2 separate regions of the Rattus norvegicus genome follow, and region 2 is linked to region 1. Evidence: chromatin contacts called from public Hi-C data. All regions are on one chromosome and are shown on one strand. Each heading gives the region's core, a stretch centred on a gene start, on an enhancer-like site or on the middle of the called end of the contact. The rest is flanking DNA. Distances are from core to core; before and after follow the strand shown.

What was found. Hi-C and Micro-C count contacts between places; a contact is called where the count stands out from the background.
Region 2: a Hi-C map of mammary epithelial cells shows a contact between it and region 1, with 2.6 times the contacts expected there. The contact joins two enhancer-like sites. A contact is called at or near these places in 2 of 12 Hi-C or Micro-C datasets (mammary epithelial cells and psoas muscle).

The regions. Positions count from the first base shown.
Region 1 is chr3:63,984,289-63,992,226 of GRCr8, forward strand. The region is part of intron 1 of Ccdc148 (coiled-coil domain containing 148); the gene reads right to left. Among named protein-coding and RNA genes, the nearest start is that of Ccdc148, 52 kb to the right of the region's middle. Within about 2 kb of position 2,698, at least 25 of the 93 cell types and tissues checked have an H3K27ac peak or open chromatin away from gene starts, as enhancers often do.
Region 2 is chr3:64,319,172-64,327,109 of GRCr8, forward strand. No RefSeq gene overlaps it. Among named protein-coding and RNA genes, the nearest start is that of Dapl1, 47 kb to the right of the region's middle. Within about 2 kb of position 2,845, at least 14 of the 93 cell types and tissues checked have an H3K27ac peak or open chromatin away from gene starts, as enhancers often do.

The sequences.
Region 1 (7,938 bases), core at 1,448-3,947:
TTAAGACCATAACCCTGCCCACCTATTTCCACAGGTGTTTGACTAGAGTTTATCCCGACCTCTGGCTTTAGTTGTAATCATTTTCTCAAGATTCAAGTCATACTCCAACCTTGTTGCAACTGATTGCATTTACAGTCCCATCTGCTCGAGATATTATGACAGGGGATCATTTGAGCCCAGGAGCCTATGGAAGACTGGGATAAAACATAGAAAGACTCTTCCTCAAGGCATGCGTGTGTTGGGGAAATGGAGGATGGCACAAAAATTATCTGTGGAACATTTCTCACAAGTTCTGATCTAGACTGAAGTTGCAGCAGTCAGGGGCAATGAGCTGTTGCCTCTTGTGGTCACAGGAATACAGTGTCACTATCTGCCTTGACTGGAGCTGCCTTTGCAGACAGAAGAGTAGAGGCCTTACCTGGCTGCACAGAGAAAGGAAGTACGAGCGACGGACGCCCAGCATTCCCATGCTTCAACACACTTGAGTGTTCTTACGGCCCAACGCCACTTTTCAGCTCTTGCACCAGAGAACGATCGAGGTATCTGATGATTAAAGGTGCTTGTTTTATGAAAGATGTGAATTGAAGAACGTCTGCTATATTTACATTCTGCATGGAGGACATCAAGGAACTGCCTCTTGTGGGTAAATGAGAAGTTTTTAAAACTAGATTTAAAATACCTGTGATTCGACGGCCTTGAAACGTATACACTAGGAAGCGTGCTCTCCCCCAGACAGAAAGTTGGAAGGAAATTCTCTCAGCAGGGAGCATTCCATCAAGGTTAAGGCAGAAGCACCCCAGGCCTATCCAACAGGCTAAAGGGCAAATCTCAGAGTGAACTGGGCCTAGAGGAGAGTTAGTAGAGGAAAGACTGGGTAGGGAGGCCAAGATCCGAACAGAGACCGTGGTGCTGAGGGGGCCTACTTGGGGAAAAACTTGGATGGTAAGGCAAGAGTGGTGGGCTGCCAAGTACTGAAATAAAACGGGTTTCAGAACCTCTTAACAGTGAAAGCGTCATAAAACTTCTTCTTCAAGATTTTAAAATCAAGACCAAAGAAAGCTTGGAGCCAGTCTACCCAGAGACTCATGTTCTGAGACCTAAATCTTCTCAGCTTCATACGCATGGTTCCCACAAACACTGGCCTGAACTGAGCAGGAAGCCTCTCACTCCAAGGCAAGGGGCTAGGGACCTTAGGGGAGGCACTGTGTGCTGTAACCCTTTCTTTGGTGATGGTGGCAGCGGTGGCTGCTTCCGCTGCTCCTCCTCCTCTTCCTGTTCCTCTTCCTCCTCCATCCTCTTTCTTTTCTCCTTTTCATCTTTCCTACCTCCTCCATATTCTTCAACCAATGCATTTTTATTTTCTTAAGTTGGACTGCACCATAACTGAGAATACTTAGAAGCACACACACCCAGGGAATGTGAAATCTTTGGCAGAAAGTAATATATATACCGTTTGCAGAATCCTTCCGAACCTCCAGACAACACCAAGAGTTCCCACACCACAAACTGAAAGCTATTGCCCAAGTAGTAGCCGTTGTTCAGTGTTTGTTTTCTGGGCAGGCAGCAGTGTGATATGTGGCTGGTGTCATCCGACGATTTATTGGGTTCTTATTACCTGCTAGTACCACGGGAGCTGCAGAAGAGGATATGAGAGTCACAGGCCCTGCCTTCACGGGGACATGAATGGCACCGTCCCCTTGTTACTGAAGACTGTTATACTCTTCTCCAATAACACACTTTTTTAAAGAGAAAGTTTGTGTTTAAAAAGGATAGTCTATGATCATCATGAACTTTAATTAAAAGATCGATATTATTTGTAAAATGTCTATATTCGTAGTCTTAAAATGTATTAGGCCAGTTTTAACTACTGTAAAATCCTCCAGAACATTTAATCACAATAGCATGGATGAATTAAACCTTCACTACCAAAGTAATGAGACTTTATTCCACATTACTGTTTACCTAAATGGTTTCACTCTGGAAAAAAAAAATTGAGTAAGCTCACTTTTTATTTGTGAAAGCACAGTTCACTGCTGTCCCATACTGCTCCTTGTAGCACTTAATGTCATATTGTTCATGAGTAAAATGATTTGAGGGTCCCTGAACTAGGAACACAGAACTTCCAAAGATAACTTCATTAAAAATCCTCAGGTGTCCTGGAACTCACTCTGTTGACAGGCTGACCTTGAACCCCTGAGATCCGCCTGCCTCTGCCTTCCCCAGTACTGGGATTTAAGGCGTGTACCACTGCATCTAGCTAATCATGACATCTCTTGGTGCAATTGTCATGGCATGAGTTCAAAAGGTGCTGTTTAACCTCATTAAATATGGCCTCACAGGGGCACGTATATAAATAAAGTTGTGGCCAGTTAGTAGAAAACACTATAGGGTGATGAGCACAGATAGGTAGGTACTCAGATCATCCAGTGTCCCGTGTAAGCCTTTCAGGCGGCAGAACTTCCTCGACAGCTGAGGCAAGACTAGAGAGAGATGGGACACAACACGAGCTGGGTGAGGTTTTTGAGGGACAGGATTGAGTTCTGGTAACAGAGAAGGAGCGTGGGTTCAGACTCCTCCCCTTACCTGCTATTCTTTCCCCGGAGGACTGAGTGATGACCTCACCATGCACAGTGAGAGTTCAGGGCCATAATTTGTCATGCCAGACAAAAATCCACTTCCTGTCGCTGACTCACTGGTGGTTCTGGTTCCTCATCCATAGTGTGAGGTCACCCCAAGAGGCGGGGTTTCCCCGCGGATCACCCCTCTTCCTACTGTGGGTGTCTGATGGTTTCTCCGCTTATACTTGGCGCATTGGACCCCCTCCTGAGCATTTTGCCAGGTTCCAGGGCCTGTGCTGAAGCACGGTTCCCACCATCCGATCCCGCAGCTGTGTCTCTAGCTTCCTGTCAGAGGCTACCCGTCAAAAAACAAGATTTTTTTTTTAGCATATTATGTCACAATGTCCACAGCTAATAAACTATTTCTATATTACCATCACTACTATCTCAGGACAATATCAATCCTCAAAATGACGTTTTTAAACAGCAGTCTTGGTACGAATCTATCTACATTTTGCTTTTTTTATTTGTTTTCTTGAGACAAGGTTTCTCTTCACGTAGCCCTGGCTGTCTTAGAACTCACAATTCACTTTTGTAGACAAAGCTGGCCTGAAACTCACGGAGATCCGACCTCCCCCCCCCCCCCCCCCCGCTCCGGAGTGCTGGGATTAAAGACATGTGCCAGATGAACTTGGTGCTTTTAAATCCCCCATAAACATCACTATATTATAGTTGTGTTTCTGTCTTCAGTGGGCCTGATGGCAGCACAGTGTATATGGTTACACACAGCTACACACTGGGCTGCAGTAATGAAGCCCCCACGGAGAACAGGATCCTGCTTGGCTCCTCCTTATCTCTCCCGGCACTCCCATTACAAGCGTTAGTTAAGATCCCGGAGCCACCGCTCCGACTTGCGGAGGTAGTTTCAGTTTTTAAGAAAGTTAACACCGCCTGTAAGTCCTCCTAAAACTAGATAAAGGTAACTAACTCATAAAACGCTGAGTGGGAGCAACTTGTGCAGGAGCAGGTCGGAAAGATGGGGAAAGCGAGCCGAGGTGCAGGATGACTCACACATTAAAGAGGAGGAAACTGTCCTTAGGCTGCTGTGGATTCGAGATAAACAGAAAAGTCTAACAGAGCCAGGATTGTTCCACGAGGAAGAACACTGGTCTGCAGAGTGAGCCCGGGGTCATGACTCTCAAGAGGCGCACAATGTGCCTTTGGGGCGCCCAGGCCAACAGCCTAATTTGACTTTTGGTTGAAGGCCAAGCTGGAAAAGGAAGGGGCAGGTGCCCTGTAAGGTGAGCCTTGAATTGTGCAGTCTGGGGAGGGAAGATCTTGGGAAACAGACTCAGATCCTGGAAGCTCAACCACATGATGTGTTTAGAAGAGTCCAGCAACCCCGTGTGACTGCAGGCTAGCGGGGGCCAAGCGGGCAGCCTTAGACGAAAACAGAAGAAAACGGGTAAAAAGAGGCTTGACAGAAATGTGCTGATGCCAGAAACATGGATGGCTTCAATTCAGAAAAGGGCAGCCAAAATTAAATAGATGAGCTGACAAGAGAGCCGATCACAGAGGTGGACAGGCTTTTAAAGGGGAATCAACAAGGGACCTGTCATATTAAAAGACACTGCTCTCTACCAGTTTTCTTGGGAACTAAATAAATGGTTCTTATCTCCAAATATATCACAAAGAATAGAGCAGTTCACCAGTAAAAGTTGTTCCCAGTATGTGGCTGTGGATTAGACAAATGGAATAATTCCACAGTGGCTTGGTTCATCCTTCGCAGACTGGAGGACATATTCAAACCACAGCACAGAACATACTTGATTTTAAAGGTTCCAGTTGCTATTTGACCATTAATGACCAAAGAACCTCCTAGATTCTTAGACAGTGATAGTCCTATTTACAACAGTTACGTTTCTGCTCTCATAAGGTACTCTGAGAACACCCCAGAGAGGCCTGTGTCAATCACAAATGGGTACGCTCACATCTCACACCACTGAGCCCGATTCCATTCAGTAGCCACAACTTTAAGATTGTTTACCAAGTGTACATCCTGGCCAGTGTACGTTAATACGTAAATATATCCAAACATTATTCCTACATCCTTAGAAAATTCAAGAACTGCAGAAACACAATCTACTGTTTAAGCAAAAGCAACAATTTCCATTGAGCAGTAATTAAGAAATTGAGTTAAGGATGCCAAGTGGATTCAGAGCCACAACAAAAGAACAAAAAAATTTTCATACTGGATTTCCAAAGGAAAGGAGCTGGAAAGTGAGCTGTCTGGAATCTCCAAAAACCATGGGAGCCAGGATTCGTGTTACACACAGGCATGAGAAAATTCTATCAGACTTGGCACCGTAAACAGTTATGGGATGTTTGGGGCCAAAGCCATGTAATAAAATACAGTCAGCAGAGAAGCTTCACAGGAGTCGGAGAATCCTTGCCATGAATCACCTGAGCTCTTTTAGCCCCTCCTCACGTTCCTTTGCAGAAGCCAACATGGCAGAAACCCATTCTTCAGCTGTAAACAAAAATTAGTTGTTGCATGATAAAAAAAAATAAGGGAAAGTATTGAAGAGGGTCCATGCCCGCCATCCTGCACCAGCAGCAGCAGAGACCTGCTCGTGGCGCTCCAGTTCCACCATCCAGTCGCCATGACTGAGTCATGATTCATGATTCCCAGAATGGTCTCCCAGAAAAGTTCCCGTGTTCTCGGGTGGATCCTGGAAGGAGGTGATTGAATAACCACGTGGACATACAAATGAAGAATGTCTTGCAGTGTGGCTTTCTTGGAAGTATTGCTGGTGACAGAGGAATCCCTCAAGGCTCAAATTTCAGGTAGGATTATAGTGTAAAAGCAAAGCATTTCGGGTAGTGTACAGACATCCTTTTGATTAGAGGGACCATCCCCACTGACACTGAAAACTCATACTGAGCACTTCAATAATACAGAGTATATAAGGGGAGGCTGCCCTGTCCCCAGACAAAGCCTTCAAAGCAGTGTGCCTCTGGACACGAGCCCTGCGCCACTCAACGGTGGGGAAATGTCTTTGGCCAGTTGTCGCTGGCATTCGTGCTCACTCAGATCTTAACATGGAGCTCTCCTTTACAGGTTAAAGAGGAGTGGATACTAAGGGGATTAGGCTAAGGTGGCACTTGTGGTGTGTAGGTCCTTAGTAACTCATGCTGTTACTTCCTTTAGTTTTCAAGCAGTATTTAATCGAAGGGGCTTCATCCAGTGTCTTCTCCAAAGCAATAATTCATGGAGCAGCTCAGAATGGTCCAACTGCTGGTGACTAGCTAAGAATATATCTCTCAATCCGTGTGACCACTCACTGAAATAGCGGGAACACTGCAAGTCCTAACCCTACACAGGGTAACAAGCCGCTCAGTCCTCAGACATAATTACTTTAACCTTTGAAGTGCTTTGTTTAGGTTTCTAAAGGTTTGGCATTAAATGTCAATATTTAATAATTGAGGAATTGAGAACTATAAAATCTGAAGCTCCAACTTTTTAAATCTATGTCCCAAAAAAAAAAGTATTCTCTGTTGAGATCAGATGAAGACTACCAGAGATCATTTCTACACAGGACAAGTGTTCTTTCTGCAGCATCCCACTGTCCCCCATTGTCAGGAGCCATCTGTGATAGGTTAAGACTAAGATGACTTTCCTGAAGGTGACCCAGCATTTTTTGCATGGACTACAATGGGTGACCTCTGAGAAGAAAGGTCCCAAGAGAGTTCATCCCAGCATTACTTCTTGTAGCTTATATGCCTTTTCCTGTCACTCTTTCATAGTCTAATCCCACTCTTCTGCAGTTTTTCTGCAGATCAACAAAAATGTACCATCATGTAGTAATGCTGTATAGACAAATTGACGATTTCATAATTCCTGACAATGATTTTATAGAATTCCTGATTTGATTCAAATAAGTTTAGGAAGAAATTTTTTTGAGAGATTGTTTTAATTGTTTTGCCAGAAAGATGTAATACAGTTAGAATGAAGAATAGAATGTGCCCAACCTTTATACAATAGTAAGAAAAGGAATGTGATGAGCCTTCACAATTACACTAAAAAGAGAAATAGGCTTGGGAAAAATTTGTGATCAAAGAAAAATATTCATTCTAGGTCAGGTCCAAGGATGAAGCCACAGGTGTGCACTTTGATAAAGCAAGGCCACGTGAAACTGTTGCTCTGAACTTATAATGAACTTATAGAATAAAACTCTGCTTTGAACTTAATATCAACATCCTTCTGTACCTCCCCTTCTAACATTTTATCCAAGACACAATTGTCTTTAAATCTTTTGTCTAAGAAGGTATAAGAAAGACAGAGAGAAAGAGTAAAATGTGACTTTTGGAGCACAACCCCATCAACCAAATGTGTGTGTGTGTGTGTGTGTGTGCGTGTGTGTGTGTTTGCACGCGTGCATGCATGCATCTGTCTGTCTGTATATACAAATGTGTATAGGTATATGTGTATGTATATAGGTATGCATGAACACTTGTGGAAACAATGATACAGGTGGTCAGAATGTGTGTATGAATGTATGTGTGCCTCTGCGTATTGTTTATGTAAAAGATTTTCTTTCTTCTCTTTCCCTCCTTGTTCACAAAGAGTTAATGAATCCAAGCCTCTCACTTGCCAGCCAGAGGTCCTTGAGTGAAAGAGAAGGGAAACCAGTGCTTATTAAAGCATAAATAGTAAGAGTTACAGAGTAAGAAACCAGTACTTATTAAAGCACAAATATTAAGATTATGAGGTCACAGATCATCAGTTTTCAGCTTTCATTTGACTCCACCTCAGCTCATTCCCTAGCCAGGGCAGGCCTCTGACACCCCATCCTATCTTATAGCAACCAGCACTGAGGAGGAGGAGGCCACCACCATAGCCTGATGTCTCGCCAGCCCTGCCTGTCCACTAAGGTTCACTTCTGCCCTGCCTGCTGTGGGCATTCAAGTTGAAAGATTCAGCCCTGAGAGCTAATCAGTGTAATCCAGAACTTGAGTCAGACAACTGTGAAACCAGACACACCCGGCTTCCAATATGGCGTCTCTAGTTTGGTGTAGTCACTGCTTCCACCTCAGCTTTGTCAAGTCAACATAAGATAGAGTAACAGTAATTTCACAGAGTTGTTTTAAAGTTTAAACAAAACAGGGTGGATTAAAAAAAAGTCATCATGCATGATTGCTAAAAGGGGCAATAAGTGTTAGCTACCATGGCAATGAACATGGGTGTTGTTGCTGATACAGTCAATGCTGCAGATACTCCCGCTATTAATGTCATCTCATCATCGTTATTAATTATTATTATTATCACCTTCTTCATCATCATTATTATTAGCTGAGAAGGGGAAAACATGCCTATTTT
Region 2 (7,938 bases), core at 1,595-4,094, 340 kb after region 1:
CTCCTTGGGTCAAGCATACACAAATCTTCACACTGGGATAGAGAGGTTACAAAAATGGCCTATATGATTAGTAAAACTACTGTGGTTGTTTAAATACATGGAATGGCCCATGGACTGGTGCATTTAAATCAGTGCCCACTGGAGTGGCACTATTAGGAGGTGTGGCCTTGTTGGAATAGGTGTGGCCTTGCTGGAGGAAGTGTGTCACTGTGGAGGCAGGCTTTGAGGTCTCCTATGCTTAGCCTGGGCCTAGTGTGGCAGTCTCCTTCTGCTGCCTGAGGATCAAGATAGAGAACTCTCAGTGCTCTCTCCACACCATGTCTGCCTGCGTGCCACCATGCTTCTCACCATGACAGTAACGGACTAAACCTCTGAAACTGTGAGCCAGTCCAATGAAATGTTTTCCTTTAGAAGAGTTGCCTGGTCACAGTGTCTCTTTACAGCAGTAAAACCCTAAGGCAACGACTAATATTACTGGAAAAATAGAAGCAGAAATTAATAAATTTCTAGGTAAATTAGAGAACCAGTTTTTTAAAAGCTACTATAGATTATTTCTTATTCAAGAATAATCTTGGGGTTGGGGATTTGGCTCAGTGGTAGAGCACTTGCCTAGCAAGCGCAAGGCCCTGGGTTTGGTCCCCAGCTCCGAAAAAGAAGAATAGGAAAAAAAAAAAAAAAAAGAATAATCTTGTTTGTCAACAGTTTCCTGGCATGTGTTACCTTAATGTGTCAGGTTTTTCTCATACCATCAGTGACCAAATTAATGATCTGTAGGGCTGGAATGATGGCTCAGTTGTTGAGCACTGGATTCTAAAGTACCCAGGTTCAACTCCCGGCAACCTTTGAATGGCCGTCATGGTTCTGCCGGCTTTCCTCTGTCCTTGGTCCTTGGTTAGTTATTCGTATATACCTGTCTATATTGTTTGGTCTAGCCATGCAGACAATACATTCAACCCTGGCTTCTACTACAGCCACAAATTCCTCTTTAAGAAATGAAGATGGGGCAAGATGTAGGAGGCACAGAGGTCCTGGTGCTCATGGATACGTACTAGAGGAACCAGAAATATTAAACGCATGGGGTTGTCTCTTCAAAAGGAGAGATATATATTCTGTTTTTCCACCCAGAAAACTGGAAGCAGACATAGTTAATAGCCATTGTCTTTTGTGCTGTCTTCGTGACTGAGACCACACCAGACCTTCCTCCCTAAGCCCTTATCATGAGTTTGTCAATCTATAGAGAACTATTGTTACAGAAGGTGTAACATGGGCTTCATAAACAGTTTTAATGTGGTCACATCTTAAGCTTTACTGTGCACATAGGATTAAGTTCATTATCACCAGAAAAATATTCATCAAATTGTGCTATGCTTAAATATGCCCAAATACATATTTGGGTTTGAACCAACTGCCTTCCTGCCTCTCCTAGATCACTATTCTGTTGACTGTGGCGGTCACAGAGACATCCACAGCAGTGAAGGGTGTGTTCTAACGGCATGTGCAATTTCTGTCCTTCCACCCTCACCAGGTTGGCAGTACGGAGTCTGGGGAGAGGCCACCTCCCATTACCCCTCTCCCCCAAGCTCATAGGACCTCCCAAACCATTCAGAATCTTCACTTGAAAATGCAGGGGTCCTTCAAGCCGACTTCTTAGAGACCTCACACATATAAGCAGCCATCAGTATGGGTTTTTCCAAACCCTACCTCACAATGTACGTGTGGCAGATTTATTTAATGGGCCTTAATTTTTTATTATATATCAAAAATTTGCTTTCCGGGCCCTTTGAATAGAGTCATAACAGTAGCAGCTGGTTTGGGCTATTTTCCCTGTGCCTGATCTGATACTGCCTGGATCTGACTCTCATGAGACACGAGGAGAAGTTTCTAGCACTTTCCTCATTTTTCAGACGAAGGAGCAGCCGCTCAGAAAGGCTTAATGCTCTGTCACCGAGCGTATTGCCAGCAGATGGTAGATCCTAAGCGTCAACCCCAGTATTCTGCTGTTGTGGATTCTCTTTAACCACGAGGCGTCACTGCCTCAACTCAAACGGAAATGATTGCCAGTTGCTGACCCCACTCCCCATTCATGCTCTCTGAATACCCTCCTGCAGGAACCAGTTTTATTCCAGCAAGCAGAGACGATATTCTCAGGCTTGCTTTCAACTAAGCCCATTCCATGAAGCAGAGGCTGTAAACAGAGTCTGCCGGGAAGGCTAATCAAAGGAGTGCTTGCAAGAACCTGTTGGTCTTTTTCTCTTGCCTAAAGTGTGGAGGCCATGACTGGAGTTTCGGGTGCCATCTTGGACCATGAGGTGTCCTCAAAAATGCTACTTCACAGATAAGAATTAACAAAGCCGAAAGGTAGACATCTAGTCTCCCTGGGTCCATGAACAGCACACCAACCCTTGGACTGTGATTCCGGAAGTAATTTTAACCTTCAAAGCCTCTAAGCCGGGGCTGGGGATTTAGCTCAGTGGTAGAGCGCTTACCTAGGAAGCGCAAGGCCCTGGGTTCGGTCCCCAGCTCCGAAAAAAAGAACCAAAAAAAAAAGCATCTAAGCCACTTGTGGTGCCCTGGTCTCTGCAGTTGAAGCCAGGGCTAACACACACCATGCTTATTTTAAGTTGTGTTTCTTGGACTTGACTCTTAAACGCCTGTCTTATCCGTGTATAATTTCCTCCTTTAAGCCCCATTTCCCTTCCACACCCCATTCCCTAGGGATGAATGTTCTCTGCCTGTCTGACTCAAGTCCAAAGTCCCAGTGACCTTTTCCACACTCCCCTGGCCTCTCCCTTTCTGGATCTAACACAACCACGGACACAGACCTGCACTCTGTGTTCTTTTTGGCAGCGTTCCAGACAGTGTTAGGAATGTCTCAAACAACAGTTGTTCAGGCGGAGCCATGGCTTGGTGTAAAAGGCACCAATCTACTAGAAAAATAAGGGAGTGAACTGAGCCTCCCTCCTCAGACTACAAGGTGGGGAGCTGGAGAGATGCAGGTGAGATTAGATGCCTGCCTCAGCCAGAATGGCTTTCCTGCCTCACACGGAGCAGATGGCATCTTAATGGGCTGTGACTATTGTCTATTTCTTTGAGCAACAAGCGTGGAGCTCAATGCGCCCCCTTCCAGGCTACAGTGTCTATAGTCACAGCGGGACAGCTCTGCTGATTCCTACATGTATCCTTTCCTTTAGAAATTTTGCTTCTTTGTTTCCTCCTGCCTTCGCAGAAGGACCTGAAGGCAGGTGTGGAACTCTCTGTTCTTGAGATGAGACCAAGAGTGTGGTGACTGGATAGTGCCACGCCACTGCTCACTTTATGAAGAAAGCAGTAAAACGAATCGTTTCTGGACTCAAGTACCGGACCCTGTAGGGGAAGAAGGGCGTGCTGTAGGGGTCCTCAGGTGACACCCAGAGTTCTATGTGCCAACACAGATATTTATCTGCTATGGCTTGTCCCCCTAATTAGTAATTCTTATAACATTTTTTATTTATTTTTATGTGCGTGGGTGTTTTGCCAGCACGTATGCCTGTCAATCATTTGTGTGCAGTGTCCAAGGAGGCCAGAAGAGGGCGTCAGATCCTCTGGGACTGGAGTTACAGATGGTTGTGAGCGCTTGGACTTGACTCAGGCTCCTCTGGAAGAGCAGCAAGTGCTCTTAACTGCTGAGTTATTCCTCCAGCCCCCTTTAATTAGTAATTCTTGAGACTTTCCGTATGTTTAATGCAAATGTCTGTGTCTCTGTGAGTGTGTGCGTGTTGCATATGTGTGAGCTGCATGTATGTGGTATAATTTGCCGTTTGTAATTGCCCAGGTCACAAGGCAGTCTAAATGTTGCTTCTAGTCCATTTGTCCTCAGGTGGAGGGGACAAGTGACTTTGCTGAAGGACATTGGGACTGCTGATCATCCTACTCGGGCTCCTCTTGCCTCTCCCAGATACAGGGACCACATCCCCAAGAACAAAATGTGGATGACAGCTATGTCACTGTGATGAATCTGCGGATGGAGAGTTAGAGATTGGGTAGACCATGAAGTGGAAAAGAACTCCCTGAGCTGGCAGCTTCTTGTCCCCAGGAGACCTTACCAGGAGAAACGGATATATGAAGGGTATCTGACCAATGCCAAGAGGGAAAGTGTAGGATCCAGGGACCTATCAAATACTTCAAAGCCAGCATCCACAGCGGACTTCCTGCCTTAGGCCTCTCCATCTCTAGGGATAAAACTGATGTTTTCTCTTTCTCTGTTTCTTGGTCTTCCATCTTCCCTGGTCAATTTTTTGTCTATTTCGGGAAATAAGCTTAGCAATCCCCTAGATGATTACCAGAGACCCCTGTGACACTGTGAGTGACCAGCACCCATCAGAATACACACGGAGAAAGAGCAGGGCCTGCTGTCAGTCCTACTAGGGCTAAAGATGGAATCAACTTCCCAATTAAAAAAAAAAGCCTAAATGAATCCTGACACCTGTGGAGGAAAATTGATGTTAACCTGAGAATGGTCTGAACGAGGCTGAAATTTACATTTCCTTAGTTTGGGTGATCAATCCCCTAGAGACATCCTATTAGCTAGACCGTGCTGAATTCTGTCAGTCACCATGAGAAAGAACCCTGGTCTTAGCAGACGAGGCTCTGTGCATTCTGCCATCATCCATTCTGCCGAACAGAGCTCAAGGCATCCACAGATGTCACACGCACCCCTGCAGCTGGCTCAGGGCTGCTAGGAATGTTCAGCTCGTTGCTGGAGGCCTGTGGTTCAGGCACACCGTGACACCCGTGTCCTTCCCTCTGGTTGATTGTGAGTAGAAGAGGCAGATTGAAACTGCAGACAGAGGTAGAACAGACACTGAGGGAGAAGTGCTGTGAGGAACCTGTGGAAAGGAGTTTAGTGAGAGTCATTCATAGAGGCAGGCAGGAGACCAAGGACTTCCAAGTGGCTACCATTGAAATCTTTCTTATACACGTTCCTCACTGATCTAAGCCAGTCTCACTCAGGTTTCTCAATAAATGTCCTTTAATAGTTGTCTTAGGTTTTATGGCTGTGAACAGACACCATGACCAAGGCAACTCTCATAAGTATCAACACAAGAACATGGCAGCGTCCAGGCAGGCATAGTGCAGGAGGAGCTGAGAGCTCTACATCTTCATCTGAAGGCTGCTAGCAGAATACTGGCTTCCAGGTATCTAGGGTGAGGGTCTTAAAGCCCACACCCACAGTGACACACCTACTCCAACAAGACCACACCTTCTAACCATGCCACTCCCTGTGCTGAGCATATACAAACAATCACAATAGTCATTCAGCAAATACGCTGTGTGCGCCCGGCCAATGTGTATTCCAGGCGGTTTGCAACGTTCCTGAGCTTGGAGTGGAGCACCCCAAACTCTGACGCCATCTTCACACGGACACGCCCCCTTCTGATAAGGATGCAAGTCATACAAGATACATCGTCATCCCAAGCATGGTCACGGGCTGAGAAGCCCAGGGCTAGCATTAGCATTCTATCTTAAAGGGACAGAGTTCAGCCCACAGCAGCCTCACCCATGCGCTTTAGGGTCCTCATGTACAAAGGGAGAATAATGACAGGGCCAGCCTTGGCAGACCGTGGGCAGTCACAGTAATGTGGACGTGAAGTTCTGCAAACGTTGCCTTGAATGCAGTCATTGCCTCGTAGAATTTGAAGTTTTTTGTCATATTTTGAGATGCTGTTTACCTGTCATCATCCTCAGTTACGGTTACTACCACTGTGATGTAACACCATGACCAAAATCAGTTTATTTTCCATATCTAGTTCCATATCTAGTTTCCATATCTAGTTCACCACTGAAGGAAGTCGGGGCAGGAACCTGAAGGCAGGACCTGATGCAGGGGCCATGGAGGAATGCTGCTTACTGGCTTACTCAGTCTGCTTTTGTTTTTTAAATTGGATTTTTTTATTTACGTTTCAATGTTATCCATTTTCCCCCTCTCCTATACTCCTCTCCCCTCCCTTCTACGAGGACGCTCTTCCTCCCACCTACCCACTCCCACCGCAACATCCTGGCATTTCCCCACACTGGGGCAGTGAGCCTTCACAGGACCAAGGGCTTCTCCTCCTATTGATGCCCAACAAGGCCATCCTCTGCTATATTTGCGGCTGGAGTCATGGGGTCACTCCATGTGTATCTTTGGTTGGTGGTTTAGTCCCTGGGAGCTCTGGGGGATCTGGTTGGTTGATATTGTTGTCCTTCCTATGGGGTTGCAAACCCCTTCAGCTCCTTCATTCCTTTCTCTAACTCCCTCATTGCAGCCCCTGTGCTCAGTCCGATGGTTAGCTGCAAGCATCCTCATCTGTCTCAGTAAGGCTCTGCAGAGCCTCTCAGGAGATATCCATATCTGCCTCCTGTCAGCAAGCACTTCTTGGCATCAGCAATAGTGACTGGGTTTGGTGGCTGCGTATGGGATGGATGCCCAGGTAGGGCAGCCTCTGGATGACCTTTCCTTCAGTCTCTGCTCCACTCTGTCCTGTATTTACTTGGGTGAGTGCTTTTTTTTAATAACACCCAGAACCACCAGCCCAGGGATAGCATCACCTAGCTGAACCCTCCCACAGCAATCACTAAATAAGAAGATGCCCTAAAGGCTTATCTACAGCCTAAATTTATGGAGGCATTTTCTCAATGGAGGCTCCCTCTTCTCTGATGACTCTAGCTCCTGTCCAGTTGACATAACAGCTACTTTGTTGACTTTACTCCTCATATCTTATATTTTTGGTTGTGAGCCTAGCCTTTAACGGCTGAGCCATCTCTCCAGCCCTACTCCCCATATCTTAAGGGGTATTGTTGCAGAGGTACCTGACCTGTTGCTTGCCCAATAGAAGTCCAGTGTGGTTGCCAAAACCATCATGGCTGTAGCCTACTGACCCTGCAAACCACTCATTGTCTACTCTTAGCTGCCCAAGAGTGCTATAACTAGGCTTGGTTTATACTGTTGTGCTGTTCCTACCCAGTGATCCGTCAGATCTCATCTAAACAGCACCCCTCCAGCGAGTCTGCCCTAACCTCCCATTAGGAGCTACTGTGCTTCAGCCCCACCTGCAGAACCTGTACACTGCTACATAGTCAATGCTCATCTGCCGGTCTACGACCTCCCATTCTCTACTGTGTATCCAACAGTAACCACAGAGCCTGGAAAACCACCCTCGTGGTTGCCTGCTCAAACGCCGTTCCTTATTTACTTAACCTAACTGAGCCCTGGTTTCTCTCTGGTGTGGAGAACTCCAGAAGACTACAGGGCAGATGCGTTACAGTGAATCACCAATTGTATCTAATCCCGCACCCACACGAGACCTCCCCCCCCCCCTCTGAGATCAGAGCCCAGCTTGAGGCTTTCTTATCCCAGGGATACTTACTTTCCAAGGCACTGATACTGGATCAGCAGTGGTCTGTAGCATAGAAAGGAAGGTCTGCTGGGGTGACTCTAGGACAGCAGCATAAAAAGTCTAGTGATGCTGGAAAGTTTGGAGCATGTCCGTGGCCCGGGCAGCCACAGTACTAGGGACATAGGAATAAATGTCAACCTGCTGAGGATGAGAGAGCCAAGGTATGGAGAGAGCTTAAGTCCCTGGTGACTTCACCAAGACAGCACCACTCAGTCCTGTTACGGTCCCACACAGACTCCTGGGGAGAGATGACATTCAGGATCCTACCTGTGTCCTGACGGTGTTGTTACCTCACAGGGATAACATCTCTCTCAAAGTCCCTTTCCATGTTATGTGGTTTGCCTAATGTTTTTTGTCTCTTGAAGCTGTACATAGCTAGCAAATACAGGCTGGAGCGATGGCTCAATGGTTAGGAGCACTGACTGCTCTCCCAGAGGTCCTGAGTTCAAATCCCAGCAATCACATGGTGGCTCACAACCATCTGTAATGGGATCTGGTGCCCTCTTCTGGTGTGTCTGAAGAC